Regions from separate parts of the Mus musculus genome. Here region 2 is linked to region 1. Evidence: chromatin contacts called from public HiChIP or PLAC-seq data. All regions are on one chromosome and are shown on one strand. Each heading gives the region's core, a stretch centred on a gene start, on an enhancer-like site or on the middle of the called end of the contact. The rest is flanking DNA. Distances are from core to core; before and after follow the strand shown.

The links. HiChIP or PLAC-seq counts read pairs in DNA pulled down with a chosen protein or histone mark.
Region 2: an H3K27ac HiChIP or PLAC-seq map of regulatory T cells shows a contact between it and region 1, with 2.7 times the contacts expected there. The contact joins the enhancer-like site here to the promoter of Aven in region 1. A contact is called at or near these places in 3 of 39 promoter capture datasets (the 3T3-L1 cell line, the HPC-7 cell line and hippocampal neurons), 1 of 484 Hi-C or Micro-C datasets (regulatory T cells) and 4 of 115 datasets of contacts at active chromatin or transcription factors (effector CD8 T cells, embryonic stem cells, regulatory T cells and 1 more).

The regions. Positions count from the first base shown.
Region 1 is chr2:112,488,246-112,495,101 of GRCm38.p6, forward strand. Aven (apoptosis, caspase activation inhibitor) reads left to right here and starts at 4,719. Exons shown (of 6, transcript NM_028844.3): 1 at 4,719-4,976. The coding sequence starts at 4,746. It also overlaps a transcript of Chrm5 not described here.
Region 2 is chr2:112,712,479-112,718,613 of GRCm38.p6, forward strand. Ryr3 (ryanodine receptor 3) reads right to left here. Exons shown (of 104, transcript NM_001319156.1): 65 at 5,521-5,651; 66 at 1-62. Among named protein-coding and RNA genes, the nearest start is that of Gm22676, 210 kb to the left of the region's middle. Within about 2 kb of position 2,388, at least 32 of the 459 cell types and tissues checked have an H3K27ac peak or open chromatin away from gene starts, as enhancers often do. A contact at or near this core is called in the HPC-7 cell line, effector CD8 T cells, regulatory T cells and 1 more, where this site is marked.

The DNA of each region.
Region 1 (6,856 bases), core at 3,469-5,968:
CTGTAGCAGATGGAGTCCTAGAGCTGAAAGACATGGACACATGCCTCCATTCCTAACCCAGAAGCTGTCTTCAACTGATAACCACCTGCGAAGGAAAAGTTAGTTTTCTCCAAGAAAGTCTCACTAGGGAACCAAACTGCTCTTAAGTATAGACTGCATCCCATCCCTGCATGACACCCCCCAACCCCCCTTCTCCCGTAGGTGCCCAGCTGAAAGTGAACTCAATGGTAACTACCGAAGTAGCATAGTGTCATGTCAGGACTGTTTTTTTTTTTTTATCTCTTAAATTTGTTATTTATTTTTAAACTTTTTTTATTTTAAATTAAGTTTATTTTTAAATTTTTCTCTTTTATAACCTACAGGTTCTCTCTCTCTCTGTAATATATACTAATTACACATATATTATAATATATGTATATTATGGATTCCAGTTTTTTATGGTATTCCTGAGTATACAAATGAGTGGGTCTCTGCATCTGTTTCTTGTGCCCTTTCTTGGTCTTTTTCTTCTGTTTGTTTGTTTTGTCCTATTACAATGTGTTAGTCTTTGTTCTATTTTATTTTGTTATTATCTCTTAGATATCTGGGTTTTTTTTGTTTTTGTTTTTTTGTTTTTTGTTTTTTGTTTTTTGTTTTTTGTTTTTTTTTTTTGTTTTTTTCAAGACAGGGTTTCTCTGTGTAGCCTTGGCTGTCCTGGAACTCACTCTGTACACCAGGCTGGCCTCGAACTCAGAGATCTGCCTGCCTCTGCCTCCCAAGTGCTGGAATTAAAGGTGTGGGCAACCATGTCCGGCGAATTCTTTATTTCTTACTGAAGCATTGGTTTATGTAAAATGTGATTATTATATTTCCTCTAATAATGGCTTTTGTTAGGAATCTGTAGTGACAATTTTGGAGTTTTGGTTTCTTTGAAGAAAAAAAAAACCAGAAATATTATAAGAACATGTTTTTGTTTTTATCCAGATGTGGAATACGGGCTGCTTTTGACTGTCCACACCAGCTGACTATGGTTTGCCTCGTGCTCTGGCAAGGTGTGATTTTTTTTGATGACTGTAGATAGTTTCTGTGATTGTGTGACCTTTTGGATTCTGGGGACTTTTCGGAGGGTATACAAATACTAGAGCCCTGAGAGGCGGGTTGGGTTGTTCGTTGGATGTTTCAATCCTGTAAAACTTTCCATCTCAATCCTGTAAAAATCTGCACAGTGCCAAATTTTAAGCTACCAACCTTGTCACCGAACACAGAATTTCGAAGAAGATAATGTACCAAACCGTTTTGATCCTGGTCACCCAGAGAATGGGGGTAGACTATTGGGGGCGTGTTCTTAAAAATGCCCTTCCTATCTGTTTAAGTCCTGGTGGCTCCTTTTTTTGTGCGTAGAGAAAATAGTGTGATTCTCCCTACTATTCTTATGGTCTTATGGTCTGTGCTTGGTGTTTATGCTGAGATGGGACTACTGACTTTGAGAGCTCAAAATAAGGAAGGACACATTAATCCTAAGTTCCATTGGCATTCTGAATATCACAGGGAGATACAAAGACTCTATCTCTATCATCTATCTATCTCACCAAATAAAGGATAAAAATATAGTGTGCATCAGGAAAAGAAAAATGTAGAAATGATTTTTAAAAAAAAGAAAATAAGGCTATGTCAGAAAAAAAGTTGTCTGCTGACAAAATGTTAACTGTTTGGCAATGAGATAGCAAAATTACAGAATGCAAAGTTAAAAATGTTATTTACAAGCTGGGCATGGTGGCACATGCCTTTAATCCCAGCACTTGGGAGGCAGAGGCAAACGGATCTCTGAGTTCGAGGCCAGCCTGGTCTACAGAGTGAATTCCAGGACAGCCAGGGCTACACAGAGAAACCCTGTCTCGAAAAACCAAAAAGTTATTTACTACTGCAGAACAGGACAGGGGAGTGAGGGTGACTACAATTAAAGTTTTATATATATCTGTGTCCAAATATTGTGACTTGGAACCCTCAACTCTCTTCTTACTAATGGCATTAGTGGCCTGCCCACCTAAAACAACATATGTGGGCATGGCCACTGCCTCTCAGAGCCTAACTTCCTCATTTACATTTGATTGTAAAATCCTAAATTTCCCATTTCCTAGCTGTCTTCTTGGCTCTCATTTCCTCTCACACCCTGAACATCGTGGCCTGAACTTTTCTATTGATTTCATGTCTCTGACTAGAACGTAAATCTCTTTTACAGATTGGTTTCTCAAGAGCCTTGGAGACTTTGAAGCTGAGCGACCCTGGGTTTGATTCATTCCATTAGTTACTAGCTGTATGGCCAGAAAAGTTATTTAATATTTGTGCTTTCTTTCGTGTGAGCTTCAGGGAATCCATTCGAATCTACTTCCCACAGTCAAATAGACTCAAGACAAATACTGTCAATGAACAGCTTGTTTCCTTCCCGGCCTGCGTATTCCCTAGGGTGGGATCCATTTCCCTATCCCTGGTCCTGGGACCCATGACCCCTTCTCTAACTCCCAAGACGATTGGTCTAAGATTTAAATGTACGACTAAAGAAAAGTTTTTCTCCCTAAACTCCTTAACTTTATCTTTTGCTCATAACATCCAGGTGTTCTCTCAGAATCTGCATCCAGGAAAGCGACAAAGCAGTTACCCACCGGTGCTCTGGCTCAGCCTCAGAGACTGCTTCAACTGGACCTACACACTCTTATCCCCAGATGGTCCCACAACCTGGACAGCAGTGACCAGCTCTTCCCGGACTTGGCCAACATCCCAGCTTTTTGCCCACACCCCATAACAGTACCCCAGTGTCAGCAGGAAGCAGTCATGGATGATTATTCTGCCCCTTACCCATTCATTATCAACAAAAGGCTGGGACCCTGGGACAAGGAACTGAGGTGCATATTTTAGTTTCAAACCAGACCTTGCCTCGAAGTTCTCCCAGCATCCCCCAGTCCCTACCTGGCATATCCTACCCTTAGCCTTGAACTTTCCAGCCCAGGGGCTGGGCGCCCCCCCCCCCCCCCCAGAGGTTTTTCCCTATATAATCCAAACATTTGTTTTTTCCTTTCCATGAGCCCGTCCCCCTCGCCCCGTGGTGACTTCCCTGACTTGAATTTTCACCAGTGGGGAAATAACCTATCAATTAAGAGCAGTTGTTGCTTTTGTAGAAGACCAAGGTTTGGTTATCAGCATCCACATGGTAGCTAAGACTATCCATGACTCCAGTCCTAGGGAATCCAAAGCTGTCTTCAGGTATCTGTGGGTACCAAGTACTCTTTTTTTTTTTTTTTTCCTTGAGACAGGGGTTCCCTGGCTGTACTGGAACTCACTTTGTAGACCAGGCTGGCCTCGAACTCAGAAATCTACCTGCCTCTGCCCTGCCAAGTGCTGGGATTAAAGGCGTGGGCCACCACTGCCCAGCTGGGATAACCATTTTAAAAGACATTTTATCTTAAGCTGACAAACCTCCAGGGGTTCTCTCATCACATAGGTTCCCCCACTCCCTGCCACCTGTTAGCTGGGTCAACTCCAGTTCAGTCATCAGGCTGTACCTTGGGGGTTTACTTAAGAAAAGCCAACTTCCAGCTTTGATCTTGAGTTGCTCACAGCATTCAGCTCACTGGAGCAGAATCATTTGTTTATATAATTATCTTCCACGTGAATTGAGGACTTTAGGGTGGGGCCAATCTGTCTTTTCAATTCGGAACATAGTGCTACTGGTATATAATTCTGTACACAATTAGAAGTGATATATGGCTATAAGGAAGGGGCCTAAGACGCGATGAAAGTGACATTTCTTTTGGTAGGCTGATTCCATCCCTTTGCTTTTATTATTATTAATTAATTACTTTTACTTTTACTTTATTTTTATTTTTTTGAGACAGGGTCACTGTGTAGCCCTTGCAGTCCTGTAACTCTGACCTGCACTCTGTAAAGCAGACTGGCTGTGAACTCTGAGATGGGCCTACCCCTGGCTCTCCAGTGCTGGGATTAAAAGGCCTGCACCACCATGGCTGGGCTTGCTTTCATTGTTTTCAGGTAGCTTCCTTAAGACAAAATTAACCTCGGCTTCTGTTAACCTCGGCTTCTGTTGTTTCTTTCTCTCTCTCTCTCTCTCTCTCTCTCTCTCTCTCTCTCTCTCTCTCTCTTTCTTTCTTTCTTTCTCACGCCAAAGACGATTTTAGCATTCTCCAACTGAGCTACGTTCCCAGCTCTCTCTTGTCTTTCTATAACTAACTTTCCCGCTACCCTTGTCTTTGGACCCTGTCTAACCAAGTCCTGCTAGGGGAGTTAAGCTCTCTAGGACTGTTGCCTCATTGCAAAATAAGGGCAAGTACCTATGAGAATCAAGCGCTCAATGTGAGTTACAGCAACGACGTTTACAAGTTCTCTTCAAGATTTTCAAGCATCTTTCCCCTTCCCTACCGGACCCTCCACCCACTTGAGCCGCTGTCCAGACCTGTGACTTGGGACTCACCCTCAACCCTTCCTAAATCCTGACTTTAAAATGACTTATCTTCTTTAAATCAGGTTAACTAAAAAACTCATCGGACACCTTAGGTTTTGTGTCATGCAAACACTCATATGAATTAAGAACTATCACACAAAGTGACTTTATGGCGTCCTTTTATTACAGATCACTTCGTGGTCCCCGCCCCGGCCGGGCCCCGCGCCCCGATCACCACGGCCGGCGCTCGGCTGCTTCCGGTGGGGCCTGCGCTCTCCGCGGCGGCTCGCGCGTTCTGCTCGCCGGCGGCCTCATGCAGGCTGAGCGCGGGGCTAGGGGCGGCCGCGGGCGGCGGGGAGGCCGGGAGCGGCCCGGAGGGGACCGAGAGCCGGTCGGGGCAGCGACGGCGCTGGCGAGAGGAGGCTGCGGGGACGGAGGCGGCCGGCGGGGCCGAGGCCGGGGCTTCCGCCGAGGCCGAGGAGGTGGCGGCCTGCGAGGCGGCCGCTGGGAGCCTGGAGGCCGGGGCGGCGGAGCCAGCACTCGGGTAAGGAGCGCGGGTTGCTGCGGCCGCTAGCCGGCGTGTGGGGAGCGCGAGGCACAGCGCCTGCGCGGGATGGAGCCGGGAGGGCGCGCGGGGGGGGGGGGGAGGGAGAGGGGACATGCACGTGTACCGTGCACGCTCAGCCCCTGGCTGCTTGTGGCCGAAGGACTAAGCGACCGGCCTCCGCGTTTTGCTGGTGCCAGAGTCCCATGGTCTGATGGAGACTAACGGCGGCGCCTGGTGTCCGGGCTACAGCCTGGCGTGCTATCCCAGAAGTGACTTCCTGCGGAGCGAAGTCTACCAGAATACAGATTTACACAGAAGTGTTTACTCTGCCCTCCGTTTCCTTTATCCCATCCCACATTGCCTAGGTAACAGTGTCTGTGGTCACCCATACCTGGATGGAAGGACATGGGGGGAAGATTATGTCTTCATTTTGGTTTGGATTGGTGACCTCTAAGATCTTTCCCACTCTTCAGATTCGTATTTAGTCTCGCCGAGACTATTCTGGGTACCTAAAGATTAAATGAGGAGAAACTGACCGACCTTCCCAAGGCCTTTCTGTACTCATATCTTATATGTTGGGCACATTGGTGCTCTAAATCAGGATTAGTGCAGTGCTCTGAAAGCAGTCAACAGCGTTCCAGCTGTGTAGGGACCACTGTCCAGCTGCAGGATTCCACACAGTCTACGTCCTTTGCTTTCCCTCTGGATGATTAGACTGCAAATGGAAACAACTTCTAGATATGTACTCCTCCAAAGTAACTTACTTGGGAACTAAGAAGCCCTGAAACCATTCCTTCTAAAGATGTGTGGTATGAACCATGAGCTTACTGAGTGTGATAAGCAAATTATCAGGACAGTCACCTTTACTGCAGTGTGTTATTATCCTTAATGCAATTGTTAATTTCGCAAAATACAAGAATTTGTTTATATCTATTTTTTGTTTTTGTTAAAGAAGTATATTAGTTTTTCTGCGCCCGTGGACCCGTCTCTCTCTCCTCTTCCTCTCTTCCTCTCTTTCTCTCTCTCTCTCTCTCTCTCTCTCTCTCTCTCTCTCTCTCTCTCTCTCTCTCTGTGTGTGTGTGTGTGTACATAAGTGTAGTGCCAGCAGAGGCCAGAAGGCATCAGATCCTTTGAGCCCACGTTAAAGGCAGTTATGTTTTCCAGAACAGTAGCAAACTGCTCTTAATCCTCTGTAAGGCACCCACACTCTCGGTATATGCACCCCCCCTACATTCATGTAAATAAAAATAAACACAAGAATGCAAATGTTTTTTCTGCGGGGCAGTGGTGGCGCACATCTTTGATCCCAGCACTTGGGAGGCAGAGGCAGGCTGATTTCTGAGTTTGAGGCCAGCCTGGTCTATAGAGTGAGTTCCAGGATAGCCAGGGCTACACAGAGAAACCCTGTCTCAAAAAAACCACACACACCCACACACACACCCCCCCCCCCCCCCACACACACAATAATGCAAATGTTTGACTCCAGTTCCTTTGAATATATACCTAGTAATAGGATTGTGGAATCCTTAGTGGTGGTTATAGTTTTTATTTTTAAGGAACAGCCGTACTGCTCTTTGTAATGCTATACCAATTGATGTTACCATAACATATGAGAGTTCCTATCTCTGCATTTTTGGGAGTTTTGTTTGTTTGTTTGTTTGTTTTTCGAGACAGGGTTTCTCTGTGTAGCCCTGGCTGTCCTGGAACTCACTCTGTAGACCAGGCTGGCCTCGAACTTAGAGATCCACCTGCCTCTACCTCCCAAGTGCTGGGATTAAAGGCATGCGCCACCACGCCCGGCCTATCTCTGCATTTTTTGCTAGCCCTTGTTGGTTTTTAAAATTCCTCCTCTTCCTTCTCTTTCTCCTCTTCCTCAT
Region 2 (6,135 bases), core at 1,138-3,637, 220 kb after region 1:
CAGGCCTTCCAGCTGAGGGATGTCAGGACACATGTCCTCCACCTTGTCTGGCATCCCCAGAACTGACCGAGAGAGTACAAGAAGAAGAAAGGCACACTGAGTCAAAAGCAGAGTGATGTAGTGTACCACTCTTTTGGTCTCTACATGTAAATTTCCACTGCAGAGCCTTAAAGGAATGAGCGTGGAGGAGAGCAGCCTTGGGACTTGAGTTGTGCATGTAGGCTGTAGTTTCCAGGGGCATGTCCCTAAATGCCACATTGAAGTTAAAAAACATAGCTAAAGCAGCACAATGGAGACACTGGTGAGGGACAGTGCATGAGACTACTTTGTGACAAACAGGTCCTTTGCTAGTCCCTCTTGGCCTGACTATTTGGACCTCGGTGTGTCCATTGCAAGAAGCAATAGCATCCAGAGCAAAATAGCTCAATGTTCAAATGCCAAATTCTATTTCAATCAATCATCCTGATCATTTCTGTACGTCCATAGAAGGGTATACTGGCTAGTTTTGTGTCAACTTGACACAGGCTGGAGTTAGCACAGAGAAAGGAGCTTCAGTTGGGGAAATGCCTCCATGAGATCCAGCTGTGGGGCATTTTCTCAATTAATGATCAAGGGGGAAGGGCCCCTTGTGGATGGGTGGGACCATCCCTGGGCTGGTAGTCTTGGTTCTATAAGAGAGCAGGCTAAGCAAGCCAGGGGAAACAAGCCAGTAAGTAACATCCCTCCATGGCCTCTGCATCAGCTCCTGCTTCCTGACCTGCTTGAGTTCCAGTCCTGACTTCCTTGGTGATGAACAGCAGTATGGAAGTGTAAGCTGAATAAACCCTTTCCTCCCCAACTTGCTTCTTGGTCATGATGTTTGTGTAGGAATAGAAACCCTGACTAAGACAAAGGGAAAGGAAAACATCCCATCTAACATCCCTGCAGCTGGGCTAGAGGCTCTAATACTTAGCATCTTGTTCAAAATACACTGAGGAAAAAAAATCGCTCCTGGATTGATCCTATGCCTTTACAACAGAAATGATCAATAACTTCAGGTGACTTAAGTGACTTTCTGTCTGTCACTCACTTTGCTTTTTAAGAAAGCATATTTCCTGGGACTAGTGAGTTAACTCCCTTTTCTCTGTTTTGTATGACTGAGGTCACTTCACTGGATAGGGGCACCCAGAACGAAATGAAACTAGAATTCAGTATTATTTCAGAAAGAATTAGATTTCTTTTCTTTTGTATTGCTGACGTTGGATGTTGACAAAGGACCTTGCTCTGTGCATCAGAAAACATGGGTGACAGCCTGGGAATCCCGGGAGACCCTTATACACACGGTAATTTTACATATACACTATCAGAGCAAAGCATTAAATGCTGAGAAGCCAGCCTTTGCACCAGGAGCTTAGCATTCAGAACAGTATCGAGCGGCACAGGCAACTGACACACTTATTTGCGAGCACAGTTATATATAAGAAAGCTCAGGTGTGTGTGTCTAAAAGTCACACACATAATTATCACCATAGACACTTCTTTCTCCCACAGAAGAAGAACAAGAAGTTGCTTAAGGTTGGTGCACTGCAGTCATGATAATGACCTTTAGAAGTTATTTATACATACAATAATTGGTCCTTGAATGGGACCAACATTTATGATTCACAGGGTGTTTTTGGGCTCCAAATGTCACATGATAATCTCAAAGAGCAAATTCTGGTATGTTAGCTACCTGAAGTCAGCCTCAAAGGAACCTTATTAGAGGCAGACACAAGAGTGTTGGGAAAAGTCATTAGAACATACTGCCCTTGCAGCTTTTATATAACAGTTCTCATGGTGAGGGCCTCTCATTTGCAGCAGCTGTAACCCCTGGAAAAATATCAGAGATGTAGGTCCTCAGGCCTTACTCCAGGTCTACTGAGTTAGACATACCAGTGGCAGTGGTGGGCCTTGGAGATCTTTTTTTTTTTTTTTTTAAACTGCATCTTCTTTATTTTGCATACTTTTAATTTTAGAACAAAATAAAACAAACAAAAAACCCACAATACATAACACCCAACCCTGCTATTCTGTGTGAGGGGATCTTCCTGCCTTAAGGCACAGGACAGGATAGAAGATTCTTGTAGACATGAGCAGAGAGCCAGGTGGCTGAGGCAGACAAAAACGACAAAGCTGTCAAGGACCTGGTGGTGCTGCTGTTTGAAACTGCTCTGCTCTCCTCTGGTTTCTCACTTGAGGCCTTGTAGATCTTTAACACACCAACCAAGTGACTCTGACAACCACCGAGTAGGATTCGAAAGTTCTTTATTCACTTCTCCTAGCAGCTCTTCACCCAAAGAGCACTGCCCCTTTGCAAGGTAGGCTGATAGCTTACACCGGAACTGGGCCTCTTTTCTCAGTGGCTGATTATTGAAACAGGATATGGAAAGTAAGCAAGGAGGCTGGTGACAGGATGTTTTTGTCAACCCCATACTCTGACTAATAGGCTATTTCTATGTGACTAAGGTTTTATGCCAGTTTGAATAAGTGTCACAAAACGGTATTAAACTTTTTCTTAGGCATATTTTAGCTTTGGATAAGAAAGTGACACATGTTCTTAGGGTATTGAGGCTTCTAATATAATTAACTTTATTGGCACAACACTAAACATCAATTAATAGTGATGTCCAATTGTTGGAAGATTGATGCTATAAATCAATCCATACATTAAAAAAAACCATGCCATCATTGTTACCTTAAACATTCCTTCCTCTCCTTTTCTCCTTCAGCCACCCATTTTGTAATGAATAAAGTCTACAGTCTTATGTTCCACTAAGCTATCAGTTACTCTCCAGGTAATTCACGCTTCCCAAAATTCATTTTGATGCAGATATGACTTTAGAAAGAGCCACAGAGATGCTCAGCATTCATTCATTGCTTATTTAAACCAACTGTGAAAAGCAGGAGACTTGGGGGTCAAGTCTCAGTGTTGCTGATGCAAAAAGGTATTAGGTCCAAAGGTCCCTAAAAGGCAAAAATGCCCCCAAAATGACAGTATGGACTCAGCTCAAACTTGACACCCTGACAACAACAACCTGTGAAATAGGTTTCTGCCTGCCAGAGAGAGCCACTTCCTTCATCTCCCCTTGCCTTTGGTGAATGGGGCGTCTGGTTTTCTATTGGTGAATACCTGTGGTGCATATCAAATGCCAGCCTCTAGTTCCCTCTGCTATTCTAATTCAGTAGAATTTTATTAGTGGTCTTAACCTAAATTATCCTGGGAACCCTTTTTATGGGGGGAATGGTTGGGGTAGGGTATTCTTAGTATGTGAAATAAGCAATAAAGACTGAAACTGCTGTAGTTTAGCACTCTGCATTCTAGATTAGAAGGACACTGGTGACAAGGTGTGCTTAGGACCTCATGACATTTTAAGAAAGAGCACCTGAAATAAATGGAACTTTTATGGAGTATGGCTGTTCATTTGCAGTATATATCCATAATTTCAGAAAACCTTGTCTCTAGATGAGATGGACTATAGTTTAAAATGACTTACTATATTTTTGTTTCTCCTAACATGGCAAGGCCTATAATTTGGCAGTTTGGCCTTCAGATTTCATCAAATCACTATAGTTCTATTGGAATTCAAGCTTTACTAAAAATAAAGCTATTGAAGAGGTTTTATTTGAGCCTATCATCTTGTGACATCTGTGTCATCTTGTGCCATCCCAAGACAGTACAGAGCTTTCTCCATCTTGTATTCTTGCTCAAGCCATTTCAGGTTTAACTAGAATCTTCTTGATAGAAGATAGAATCCCCTGTAAATAGAATCTCAACTCTGTTCTAGGAACCTAAGGTCAAGATGCCCAAGCTAGCTTACCTTCTGTTAAACTGCCTGCTTGTGCAAGCCTCTCCCTCCAGCTAACTACTTAGCTTAGCTTCTGTTAAACTGCTTGTTGGCATAAAACTTCTGTGTAGCTGTCAGCAAGATACCATGATGTATTTTTACCTCTACAGCCCCTAAACCTAAACACTTGGGTCCCGATTGCTTCAGCTAGTCCCAGCTAGATGGAATAAAGACTTTCAGCTGGTTATAAACTGTCTCTGAGTGGTCATCTCTAGTGGACTCCCGGTAACAATCTTACTAATATCACACTGAATCCAAATATGAGGTTACTTACTTTTGCTCTCCAGAAGAAGGATTACAACTTGATTTGGATTTTAGCTTTAATGGTTATTGGTTGTTTTCTGAGAAATCTTTATTTGTTTAAAAAAAAAAAAAAGGCTGTGGGCCAAATTTGTCCTATGTACATACTTTACCAATCTCTGTTATAGAACTTAATGCATGTCAATTCTTCTGTTAAAAAGTCTCTTCCTTGTATAACTACAATTCCTTCTGGTGCTATTCCATGTCTTATTTTCTGTGATGGTAGATAATATGTGCTCAGCATCCTATTGAAGAACAACTTTCTTTTGAAGACTATACTTAGGCTGTTATTATGCATATGGTACTTTGCAATGGCAGGCTGACTAAAGACTAGATAAAAGCAATCATGTCCCTAGGCTCAGACAAGAAATGAAGACCTGGGGGGAGGGGGGGACGACGACAAAAGACCTCAAGGTCTTGAGATGTCAGGACATGAGAATCCACCTAGCCTGTCTCCTCAGTATGAAACAACTATCAAAAGTCTAATCATCAAAAAAGTCGTTTTCAAGCTCATGTCTCCAACAAGATACAGACAATATCTGGTCTCTAACTCAGACCCGCTGACCTACCTTCACATTGTGATGATTAGCCTTGTTCACTTAGTGAGATTGAGAATCCCCTGTAGGTAGGCCTGAGCAGGGATTACCAGAGAGGCTTTGCTGAGGAGGGAAGACACCCCCCCCACCCCCACCCCCGAGTGTAAGCAGCACCACTCCATGGGCTGGGGTCTCAGAGTGAATAGAAAGGAGAAAGTGAGTAGGGAACCAACAATAGTCTCTCCCTCTTTCTCAATGTGGACACAATGTGACTAGCTGCCTCATAACTTTTACCTCCATGCCTTCTCTGCCTTGAGAGAATGAACTTCTTAAACCACAAGCCGAAATAAAAAAGTGTTTTTCCTTGTGATGTGTTATCTGGTACAAGAAAAGTAGTTAATAACACATCATGTGACCCAACATACTACAGGGCTGTGGCTCTATCCTGCCCCCTTCCTGGCTACTCCCAGGGTTGGTACTTATTAGAGTGTTCCCTGGGGGTTGGTACTTACTAGACCGCTCCCTGGGTTGGTACTTACTAGAGCGCTCCCTGGGAGTTGGTACTTACTAGAGCGCTCCCTGGGGGTTGGTACTTACTAGAGCGCTCCCTGGGGGTTGGTACTTACTAGACGGCTCCCTGGGTTGGTACTTACTAGACCGCTCCCTGGGGGTTGGTACTTACTAGACCGCTCCCTGGGTTGGTACTTACTAGACCGCTCCCTGGGGGTTGGTACTTACTAGACCGCTCCCTGGGTTGGTACTTACTAGACCGCTCCCTGGGGGTTGGTACTTACTAGAGCGCTCCCTGGGTTGGTACTTACTAGAGCGCTCCCTGGGGGTTTTGGTGTTGAAGACTGAGAGGGGATTGTGGCGGTTAAGGCTGGGCTCCAGAAAGGCCACAGGGATAGCAGCTGCTAGGGAAGCCAGACATTCTCCAAGAGCAGGACGTTGCCTGGAAACAAAGAAGTCCATTTAGAAGTGGTGCCACTCATACGCGGACCCCACACACCAGCTAGGTCCCCTCCTCAGGATGTCTCACTACTTTCCTATGTTTTACTCCACTGGACATCCTGAGGCACAGTAGGACTGTGTGCACTTTCTCTTCCCAACTTTATCCAAATACTAACAGTTTAGATTGAGCTCACTGCTTCAAATCTAGCTGTAGCTAAGATGATATAATGATATACTGCGGGGCTGTTAGAGGACCATCATGGAAATAACAGCTTGCTGGAGAAGGTGTACCTGAAAATTTGTGGAACAGGCTGTCAAGTTATAAGACTCCCTCCAGTTCCCAACAGAGACCTGCACCCAAGACTGTGTGTGTTAGTTACCCCTCACTGTGTCAAGAACCAACAATTTTAACAGCACAAAGAAGCTGGAATTTCAAAAGCATAGACTCTCTGAAAGTAGATAACAAGGATTTATAGAAGTGGTAG